Regions from separate parts of the Zea mays genome. Here all the other regions are linked to region 3. The links are chromatin contacts, called in public Hi-C maps. All regions are on one chromosome and are shown on one strand. Each heading gives the region's core, a stretch centred on a gene start, on an enhancer-like site or on the middle of the called end of the contact. The rest is flanking DNA. Distances are from core to core; before and after follow the strand shown.

Region 1 (3,606 bases), core at 347-2,846, 210 kb before region 3:
GGGTCAAAAGTTTCTTTCTGATGATTATATATGCCTACACAAACATAACATGTACCTAGTATGAAACAGATAATTACTTAAGAACAGGAAACATGTCTTACAGTACAAAAGTACAACAGAAACATGATCTGGTGCAGAATCAAGCAAAATTGGGTGTTAACACAGTAGAATCTGTGAATGGATTACCTGGTGGCTTTCGTGCACATCAGTGACTATCGGAAGGTCATATGTTGCTTTCACCTTTTGAAGGATCTAACCAAAATAGGAAAGTGTAAAACAATATCATATAAACACACTATTGCACGTGAAAAGCTTTGTGCCAACAAATAGGTAACATACAGTCATACAGAGACAAAGGCATAACACCTGATGGAACAGAAGTTAGTAAAGTGACATTGGTACTTGATCAAATCCCAAGTTATGGCTAACTGTTAATGTTTCTCCTAGAATCTCAGCCTAGACCAAAATAAGAATATCCCACTCTATTTGAACAGGTGATTTTAGTTGTCCAGCCCCTTCCCAGAAATCCAGATAATCACTGATGCTAAAAATATGTCCAATTTAATTATCATATGATATTGCAGAGAACTAAACTAGTGTCACATATGGCTTGACATGAATTTGCACATTGTACTGAAGACCAACGTAATCAAAACTAGGAAATGCCTAGTGTGAAGAATAAAACATGCCTCACCTTAAGACCTTCTTCAAGACCAGGACCACGGAATGATTTTGATGATGTACGGTTTGCTTTATCAAAGCTGGACTTGAACACGAGCGGAATTCCAAGCCTATCATGGAGAGGGAAAGGCAACAGTGTAGGTTTAATTTAGCCCCGGTTTTGTTAGAAAAAAAAAGACTGATCCCCACTTCGTGCTCACTTGGTCGTAATTGCTTTGATGTGTTTGGCCATCTTCAGGACGTGCTCCTCCGATTCAATCACGTTGGGACCAGCCAACAAGAAGAACGGTTTGGCTGCCTGTTGCAAGAATCAGATTGATAAAAAAACACACAGTACATAATACATGATCACAAAAGTTGTCGTTTATATCATTCATGTGAGGGCAAACGAAGAAACTACCACAGACTCGATACATCACGGTCGACATTCCTTTTAACCCAAAAAATACATTGCTTGGAATTCCACTGTACATTCTCAGATCCACTCGAACAAGCTAATAAGATTTGCTACCATATCACATCAGAAACAAAAGGGCAAGAATTTAAACACCGAACAGCTCGCAGGACGATCGATGAAATGCCGCATCCAAGATGATGGTGAGAATTACAAAAGCAACTCTCAGTGCGCACCTTGAGGGTGTCGAACAGCGCCACGGGTGGAGCCTCCATTGTCACGCTTATTCCACCCTGCGGCGGCACAACAAAAACATCAAGGCCCGTCCGGCCGTCCCTGTCCTAGAACCCCCCAAGATCACGAGAAAGAAATGCAGCGGAAGCACGGGAGGGCGGATGAAGCGCACGAACCTGAGAGAAGACAGATCGAGGGATGGAGATGCAGATGCAGATGCCACCGGAGCGGAGCGGAGCGGCACAGCAATCAGCAGGTGAAGGAGACAGGTCAAGGGAGAGTGGAAGAGACTGAGCTGAGGCTGAGGATGACAGCGACCGGAGGACCGGTTGGCTAATTTAAGCCGAGCTCTAACGAGTTGAATGGACACAGGCCGAAAATGCTGTGGGCCGGACGGTCGCAGGCTCAGCCCAATCACATCCACCCAGACACAGTTCGAAACCGAAAGTTTTTGCCCTCAAAACTGGTACCGAAACCGAAACAACTAAGGACTAGTTTGGAAACTTAAATCCCGGAATTGATTGGGATTAAAAAAAATAGTTTATTTCCATTTTAATCCCCTCCAATTCGAAGGAGGTTTGAGGTTCCCAAAGTAATCCTAATGGTCTGTTTGGGGTGAAATATTTTTACAGTTTTTATGTAATACCATGGTTTTAGATAATACAGTAGTATTTTATTATTTTATGCTATGAGGTGTTTGTTTGCTGCCAACTGCTAAGCTTATACAACAAGCTGCCAAGCGCACAGGCACGATGGATCAAGTTGTTGCATCGTCATACAAGCTGCTAACCATACTTGCCAACACGCACCACACATAAACGATGCAGTAGTATACTACACACCGACCGTGGACAAAAACGAGGTTGGCCAGTGGCAATGGGCGTGGTTGGCCGGTGTCGGTCTGCCGATGAACGAGGATGACTGGATCTAGACGAGGGCGTGGTGCGTCGCAGGTGAACGAGGATAAGGACGAGGCCCACGGGTGGACGAGGTAGGCTGGCGACTGGTGGACGAACTAGGTGTACCACAGTGGCCTGGCGCTTAGGCAGTGACCGTCCAGAATTTAGAAGGTGTGTATTCGAAAATTTTATAGGATAATGATTTTTAAAGACTAAAGTTTTTCTATTGGCATAGATAGGAGTAATTATTTGTATATATAACATAGAATTAAGCATAAACAATATAGGCATAACTGATTTAATAACTAGTCATCATAATTTAAAATTCTAGGCTAACTAAACACAAACTACATATTTGCATACAACTATTTCAAAACTGAAGTCTGAAGGTTGTGCGGCTGTCGGGCTATGGCCCTGGGGACGCCGGACTGGCCGACTGGGGCCTAGGTGCCGAGCCGCCGATGGCCGACAGGCGAGGCGACAGCGGCTGAGGCCTGACCAGCTGACCGCTAGTTGAGGGCTGAGGCGCCGTGTCACCTTCGTTGTGTGCCTGTGTCGCGTCGTCGCGGCGTCGCGCTGCAGGACTAGCCGCAGTGGCTGCCGTAGGCCCGTAGTGGTAGGCAGGCGGCGGCGGCTGATGCTGCCTGCTATCAGCGTGGGGTTTGGGAATTAGGAATTTAGGACTAGGCCACTTGAGAGATGAAAATATGTGCTAATTGAGAATGGGCCACGCTAAACCTATTGTGCTAGCTTGGGTGGAGGCTGGAAAAGTAACGTTTTCAGCCCAAATGAGCACAAATCTTGATTCGTTTTCTATTTACTGTGTACACATACATGTATATTAGTATCTATTGATTTTTTTTGCCAAAAATAATGGGTATTCATATGAATACCATTGAATCTAGTGGGGCCCGCCCCTGCGCTTAGGCGCAATGAGGGTGCAGAGATTAGGGTTTGACTGTGTTGTGTGCCTCTCTCTCTCTCTCTCTGAGGGCATGTTTGGAAGTGTAGTATTTTCTCCCTTTTTTGAAAATATTGTAGGTATGATATTTTTCCAATATAGTGTTTGTTAGACTTTTCAAAAACTCTATTTTCAAAATTAGAGTTTTGGCTATGGTGTAGTACTTTCACAGTTTTGAAAATTTATCTCCATATCAAAGTTTTCAATATTGTGGTAAAAAAATTGTGAGTATGTCTTGCCATTTCAAAACTATAGCATTCCACAACTATACTTTTCAAATACTTTACTTCCAAACAGGGTCTCGATCTCTCACTTCTCTTGTGTGGCATACTGGCGTGGACGCTTGTGGACTGTGCCTATGCACGGTTGCACCCGTATATGGTGGGGGCGTGGGTTGACCACTCGTGCCAATAGCCAGTGAGTTGATTCGATTTTTT
Region 2 (3,963 bases), core at 884-3,383, 140 kb before region 3:
TGAATGAAACAACAACACTCACAGCTCTGCAAGTTTTGTGAGGTTGTTGATGTTGCTAGGAACCGGCCCAGTCAGCTGGTAGTTGTTATCAAAACGCCTGCAAGTTTTGTGAGGTTGTTGGGCTCAAGTTTTGTAGATTTTCTTTTCCATGCCATGCCATGCCATGCAGGTTTTGTACTCACATGACTTCTAGTGTATTGAGAAGGCCCAGAGTAGGAGGAATGCGTCCGGTGAAGTTGTTGTTGTCAAGAAGCCTGCATACATACAGAACACAAGCCTGAGCTAGCCTTCATAACAAAAAACGACCAAGTCGTATGAGTTTCCTCTCACTTACACATGTATCAGCGTCATATTTGAGTTGAAAATCTGGCTCGGTATTGTTCCTGAGAGCTGATTGACCCCGAAGTGGCTGCGAAGAAACGGCCATCAAATGAACCACAACTCTTCAAGGGGATCAAAATGTCAGATCCCAATATAATGTCAATGAACTTAATTCTGGGGACTGGAACTGGTACATACAAGTGCTTTGTATTTGTCAGGTTATCCAGCCCGGGATTCGTGCCGTCGAACACCGGGAGTCCTCCGGAGAGCTTATTGTCAGCCAGATCAAACCAGTATAGATTCGAGAGCCTTCCGAGTGATGCCGGAATGGAACCGCTGAACTTGTTTGAGTTCAAAGATCTGCAGCGATGGAATACAATGACCAAATCTTTCTTTTCTTTTCTTTTTTTTACCCTATTGTAGTGGCAGTCAAAAAGCTAAAGATCACATTGTGCTGCCTGGACCTAAGCGCATAAACTTGTTTGATTTTCAAGCATATACAGAACGTAAGACCTCAATTTTACTTCCTTTCTGTTCTGACCAAAGAGGACAAACTAAAGTTGATTTCCCAAGTGACAGTTGGATAGATATAGATAGGTAAAAGCTTTTTGTTCAACAGAAGATACAATCCCAAAAAATGATTATATCCTTGTTTGTTTATGGTTGCTAATAGATCAAAGGCATAGACACAAAGGTTTCAGGTTGGTTTGGTCTCCTTACAAAAATCTAAGCTTGGTGAGCTGTCCGAGTTCTTTCGGTATTTCTCCAGAAAAGCTGCAACCGACAAGAATCCTGCGGAGGAGTCGGAGAGCAAATAAGTCAAGGAACAATCCAGGCAGTGAAAATATTGAAATCAGTGGACGATTGGAACTCCTTAAAAAGTTTGGTTGCGCACAGGTTTTCGAGGTTACTCAGGCTTCCGATGGACGCAGGAAGAGGACCGCCCAAGTCCTTGTTGTAGGAGAAATCCCTGCCAAAAAACAAAAACAGGAAGCAATCACCTCACATGCTTGAAACAAATGCTAAAAATTCCAATTCATGTGCTTGTATGGAGACTCAAATCAAATCAAATCAAATCAGACTGTAAAAGTCGGAATGTTTCATACAAGGTCTGCAATTCGGACAGGGACTGGATGTCGCCTGAAAGGGATCCTGACAATCCTAAACTCGAGAGTCTTCTGCAGGAACAGCCACCACGAAACAACAACAACAACAGCAGCAGAATGAGTGATGAATTGCTCATCTATAAAATGGATGACTAGAAGGAAACGACCGTATGTGATAATATCTTCTAGCTGCTGATACTAACATAGCCGTGACCCGGCTTGTGGTGCAGCTTATCCCGTTCCATTTATCTCCACATGGGTCAGTGCCCACCCTCCAGTTTGATGGCTTCTTGTTCCAGGAATCTTGAATCCCATTCAGCCCAGAAGCTGCACAGAAGAGCAACAGAATGAGCAAGTGAGCACAGAAATAACAAGGACACAAGGGACGGAAAAACTGGAACATACCGTCTTGTGCATTCGTGTCAGCCAAGATGACGAGAGCCTGCGCAAGGAAACCCAAGGAGAACACAAGCCATGGAGAAAGCTCCATTTTTGGAGAGTTCATGGAGATGTTGCCGAATTCTTCTTAGCTGCTCATCATCTTCTTCTTCCTCCTTCGAAGGCAAGAAGCTTTGGCAGAAGTGCAGTAGGTCATATTAGTTGGCAGGCATGTAAGGTAGGAAATGAGCCTTGAATTGTATATTCATTGAACTGGTCAAGATATCCATCCATATAGTTCATCATCTCCTACATGTATGAATTCAATGAACATGTCGTCCCAGCTCATCCAATAAGTAGCAAGCGTACGAAGTCTTTGAATCAGATTTGAGAAAAAAAAAAGAAAATAGGGGACGACCAGATGGAGTCAACAGCATGCAACTTGCAACAAGAAAATGACAGGATTTGCAATAATTTTAGCTCTTAATTTAATGGTTGGGTGCTGGGTCGCAATTATTCAATGCGACAAGTTTCTAAATAGCTCTCAATTTGCGCAATTTTAGCTCTTACTTTTGTTTCTGGTAGGGGAAAGGGTGCAAACGCATGTGCACTCACTCAGTCTTCGGCCCAGACAAAAGAGCAAAAGAATTGCAGGCACATGCAGTTATGTTCAGCGTATAGACTGGTGGAATATTTTGGATGTTGTAGGTATTCCACGCTATGTTTTGTTTTGTTTTGTTTTTCTCTTATATGGTGAATAGTATTTCAGTTGTATAATAATCTGAATAAGCCTTAGTGGAAAATTTAAGAGGTTATAATAATCTGAATAATGGGTTAGACGAGTCTTAGTGGAAGATTTATATGGTTTCTGAATACCATATAAATGCGGGAGTGAACAAGCCTGTGGAGGACGAAACTGTGATTTGTAGGTTATGCCACAAGGAAGGTTATAAGTCTTTCCAATGCAAGGCGATGACCGGGGATAAGCAAAAGCAAAAGCTCAAGCAAAAGCCATCAAGCAAAATCTCCAACACCTACATCAACAAGGTGAACAAAAAGGCTGCTACACCATATTTGATCAAGAATAAAAAAATAGAAAAGTGATAGCAATCAAGGCCAACAAGCAAGCCAACAAAAGAAAGGGGGCCAAACGCATCTGGGTGCCAAAGGAAATAATTTCAACCATGAAAAGCACCATGAAGGTTTGGATCCCGAAAGGGAAGTGAGTAGTCCGAAAAATAACGGGAAATTTGGAGACTTGGCAAAGATGGGATGTATATCATGGGACACATCATATTGGATCAAGTTTATTGCCAAGTGGGTTAGCAAATATTTTGGACCCAAACTTCCCCACCCATAACTAAGGTAACTATATTTATTGTTTTCCTTATTTTTAGATTTACATCTCATTTTCTTATATCTAGCTTACCATTTCATGCCTAGTATTTCATTTTGTACTTTAGATTAACAATGCATGCATACTAGGTAAATCACATGGTAGGATTGCTCGTTCTCATTTCATATTTTTGAGCAAACCTGCATGGTTTAAAATTGTTTAATTAAGCATGGCACATAGCTTATTTAACATCCCTAAGTAAATGACACTAATGCTTCAAAATCTTATATCCTACAATTAGTATCATTTAACTTATATGTGCCAAAGCTCGGGTTATGGATAATCTATCCCTCTTGATATCAAATCAAAGTGCATGTCTCCTACAAGTATTCAAAACTTGTATGCACACTTTCAGGAGAAGGTTAATCTATAATCTAAGACTTTGAGACTAATACCGTTTTCGAGTCTATTTCATGTAGTAGTCTCATTGTAAGGAAAATAAAGTCCCCGGAGAAAGACAACAAACTTCCACTCCAAAATCTCAAAGAACTTTCATGTCTCATAAGTCTGCCATTGGTCTTCAATTGGTTCGCCATTGACTTTCAATTGGTATCTTTGAGACTACATTCAGTATAATTTACATGTCTTCTCCAATATTTGATTAGACTATATTTCATATCTTATACTTCCCATGTTGCTAAAATGCATATATTGTTGACTCATATTTTATTACCTATGCATAAGGGAAGTTAGTCTATTCAAATCATGTCTTGCACCTCGATTTCTCACATGCTTTTTCCTAAGTAGAAGTTCTCTGTCAGG
Region 3 (3,955 bases), core at 86-2,585:
TAATGAATTCATGATTATGTTCTAAGTGCACCAGATCGATTCTTACGGCTACAATATTTTCTTTTGAGTCATCATAGATTTTTTTAGTTTCAAACCAGCCTTGCATTGTGTTCTCCTCGATGATGTATTACGGATTCTAGGATTACTAGCTAACTTTCTGTATTTCTACCCTCCATTGAACAATTTAACCACTTACAGTTCTTTCTCTCCCTATACTTTTTAAGTGGAAAACCAACCTCATATGCGTAACGACTGTAAAAATTGTATGCCTCATCGACATTTCCAAATGTCATACCGATCCTAGGCACCATGGTTGGATCAATACTTTCAGGCTGTGAATTAACATAATCATAAATACAATTAATTTTATATTAGTTACAGTCTTAATTTTATAAATTGTATAATTGACATAACCAAAGATAAATAACTTACATGACTTCGGAGGATATTAGGTGTATCTTGTTCATGATCACTAATGGTCCTCATAGGCACCATTTGATTTGCTGCTACCATTGTTTCAATTATTGTTGTATTGCCATCATTGACCCCTGGCGCTCGTAATTCTGCAGGTGGTGTTACTATATTTATCCGTGGACTCGCACCACAGTTTGGAGATATAATTCTTGATGTGGGCGCTGCTGGTAGACCACTGCATGTGTCTGCAAGCCGGCCATCATATTTGTCTAATTATTTTATGAACTGAAGTAATAATTCAATTGCAAATTTACCTGGTGCAGCTATGTGCAATGACGCAGAATTATCATCGCCTGCTTCTTCTTCTCTGCCGTCAGCCATTGTAAACAATGCAATACAATCAGCCGCCACGTTCCTTTTTATATGCCCTGAGCTAACCAATCCCGTGTACAATGTTTACGCTATTTTGTTCGGTCAATTACGATCTATAAAGTTTGTTCCTGCATGCCAGGAGATATTGTCGGACTGGTGATAACAACTCGAGAGAATTTATCGCGGTTTGTTGAAACAGATTTATATTTACTGAAGTATATCTAACCAGTTACGCCATTGTATGTACATATTTATGCCTCGCGTTTCTGCTTACGTGCATGCTAGGCGATATTTTCGGGAGGCTTCAGTTATCGTTCGAGATTTTATCGCGTATACCATTTTACGCTAAAATACACACGGGTTTACGATCTGTTGGCTTATGATTTACGTTGTGGTTCGATCAGACCATAAACCGCCGAACAAACCTGCGGTCTGACCGATTGCGTCTAATTGGCTGGGGCTTCCCGATACTAATGGAAGCCCTGGGCTTCCATTAGTTCGTCCATATATATAGAGAGAGAGAGAAAGAGATTAATTAACTAAGTTCTGTTTTCGCTAAGTCCGTCAACTAGTCAACATATCCATGCGTTGTTCGGCGGCCGACTCCACTGGGCACTGGGTAGGCTGTGGCGCTGTGCGACGGTGAGAATTCCAACAGGACTGCCGCGCGCGCGCGCACCGGCTTTATCGTCGACGTCACCATCCAATCCCCTCACTAATAGTAACGGCGCATGCAGGCGGGCGGCAGCTCACCGTGTGTGTATTTAAACGCCTCCGGCCGTATCAATCATCCCGACTGGTCACTGTGCCATTGCCGCCGTCCGTCCTAGGCTCCTAGCTAGCTAGCTAGCAAGCTCCGCCGACGACGGTACGTCAATCGAGCTAGCCCTGCCCATCCACTACACTACCGCAGCGGCAAGCAATGGCGTGCGGCTCTGCTACCGCCGCTCGACCAGCAGCCCGCCTCTGGCTGCTGGCGGCGGTGGTGGTGGCGACCTCCTTCCTCGCCGTCGCGGCGCCGCCGGGCGCGCTGGTGACGAGCGTCCCGGGGTTCGGCAACAAGCAGCAGCTGCCGTCGAAGCACTACGCCGGGTACGTGACGGTGGACGAGCGGCACGGCAGGCGGCTGTTCTACTACCTGGTGGAGTCGGAGCGCGACCCGGCCCGGGACCCCGTCGTGCTCTGGCTCAACGGCGGGCCCGGCTGCTCCAGCTTCGACGGCTTCGTCTACGAGCACGGTACGGTGCGTGCGTATTACGGCGTCCGTACGTCGCGTCGAAGTCGACGTCGACGTCGACGACCCCTAGCTAGCTCCCTACCTTTCTTTTCTCATCTTGGTCGTCGTGTGTGCGTGTCGTCAGGTCACCATCGGGTTCCCTTTTTCTTATCTTTTGCCCGGAATAACCCCCGTCGTTGCTTGTTTGTGGACGGACGGAAACGGAATGGATGACCGAGCTCTAGCTAGCTTAGAGAGGAACGGAAGAATATATCTATAGCGGTGTGGGTGGGGCCGGCCGATCATCGAGAGCTGGTCTGGTTGCTGCGCTGTTGCTTTCTACCACTACGCACCGGCGGCCGGACGCCGGACGTAGAACAATTGAGGATTTTGGGGGATACGCGGGGCCCACCCCAAATTCTAGCTAGTGCGGGAGGTTGTTATAGTGCACAGTGACGCACTAGGGGTTGCTATATATATACACATGTAGTATGATATGGTTACTCTCTACTAATAAGGATGGTCGAGTTAAGGACCAAACTAGCTATATACATATAGTACTCTACTCCGTTTTTAGCATGACACGACGAGCTACTAGTTAGCGTGGGGTTATATGTATATGGACATAGATATTCAATTCTAGACGCCAGAACAAGTAGTGACGAACAAAGATGCCCATGGGGGAAAAAGGCATATTGCAATAGCTACGGGTGAGCCTAAAATATGCTCACTAATTAATCACTTTGCAAACAGCTTCTTCTTTGGGCTTCAATGAACTCCAACGCTATTCAAATGGAATTAATGGTCGATGGAAAGTTACATAATATCTGATATTTTTTCTCTGTCAATAAAGTGAACCCTTGGTCGAGTAGAGATTGTTGGCGGCCACACTCGTTGCCCATCTGGCCGGTGCTCTACGTTGCACGATGATTCTCCTGATCGGATCAACTCCTGATTATTGTCTGGCGGCTTCAACTTTTGTCGTCCCAGCAGCAGACTGATACGCATTGGTGGTTCTCCGCTGCTGCACATACATGCTCCCAATTACGTTAACTGGCCAGACGAATAATAATGCCTGATTATCCTCACACCATCTCAGATTGTCCTCTCTGTTTCTGTTGTCTTTGCTTTTTTTTTTAGCACACATGGATGCTAAAAAAAATATCTCGTCTTTATACCTTTTTTTCTCGAAATGTTAATATCTACGGACTATATTGAGAAAAGCAATGGAGCAGGTGTGAAGTAAACAAGTCAGTCTAGAGATGCCTAATACACTACTACTCTCCATGCATGCCGATGATGATTCTGTTTTTGGATTCAGGGCCATTCAGCTTTGAGTCATCAGGAGGGTCAGCTGGGAGCCTGCCAAAGCTTCATCTCAACCCTTATAGCTGGTCTAAGGTTGGACACACTACTGCACTGCACTGCACCTCTCGTCTCTGTCCGCGAGAGACTAATTAACTATAGCCAGGCAGCTAGTGATGTGCTTTTTGCATTGTTTTTGTCGCAGGTGTCGAGTGTGATATACTTGGACTCCCCTGCCGGCGTCGGGCTTTCCTACTCAAACAACGTTTCGGACTACGAGACTGGCGACTTCAAGACCGCCGCCGATTCGCACACTTTCCTGCTCAAGGTAATATAATTAAACATATACACGTTCTCTCGTGTTGTTGGTTGGTGGTGAATTTATCAGTTACTGTGTTGTGCAATCTTTCTTTCTTTCTTTCTTTTTAATAACAGAAGGCTGCCGCTGATCGGTTTCCTTTCCGTGTTAATTTTTGAACCCCCTGCAGTGGTTCCAGCTCTACCCTGAGTTCTTGGCAAATCCGTTCTACATAGCCGGAGAGTCGTACGCTGGCGTTTATGTCCCTACCCTTTCAAGCGAAGTCGTCAAAGGTGCGTGCTAGCTTTGGGATCCTTGATTCACCTGCAAACTGTTTTGACGCTCTAGCT

The links. Hi-C and Micro-C count contacts between places; a contact is called where the count stands out from the background.
Region 1: a contact with region 3 is called in a Hi-C map of leaf, with 9 times the contacts expected there. The contact joins the promoter of LOC100191165 here to the promoter of LOC100282964 in region 3. A contact is called at or near these places in 3 of 25 Hi-C or Micro-C datasets (ear and leaf).
Region 2: a contact with region 3 is called in a Hi-C map of leaf, with 5 times the contacts expected there. The contact joins the promoter of LOC100383452 here to the promoter of LOC100282964 in region 3. A contact is called at or near these places in 6 of 25 Hi-C or Micro-C datasets (bundle sheath, ear, leaf and 1 more).

The regions. Positions count from the first base shown.
Region 1 is chr3:138,023,700-138,027,305 of Zm-B73-REFERENCE-NAM-5.0, reverse strand. It overlaps LOC100191165 (2-dehydro-3-deoxyphosphooctonate aldolase), which reads right to left and starts at 1,596. Exons shown (of 14, transcript NM_001136600.1): 1 at 1,486-1,596; 2 at 1,312-1,368; 3 at 882-979; 4 at 695-791; 5 at 187-252. The coding sequence starts at 1,350.
Region 2 is chr3:137,950,173-137,954,135 of Zm-B73-REFERENCE-NAM-5.0, reverse strand. LOC100383452 reads right to left here and starts at 2,133. Exons shown (of 17, transcript NM_001357145.1): 1 at 1,833-2,133; 2 at 1,631-1,754; 3 at 1,428-1,499; 4 at 1,217-1,291; 5 at 1,042-1,113; 6 at 520-681; 7 at 335-409; 8 at 183-254; 9 at 23-97. The coding sequence starts at 1,932.
Region 3 is chr3:137,809,912-137,813,866 of Zm-B73-REFERENCE-NAM-5.0, reverse strand. It overlaps LOC100282964 (serine carboxypeptidase 1), which reads left to right and starts at 1,335. Exons shown (of 13, transcript NM_001155869.2): 1 at 1,335-2,024; 2 at 3,324-3,403; 3 at 3,513-3,635; 4 at 3,796-3,898. The coding sequence starts at 1,709.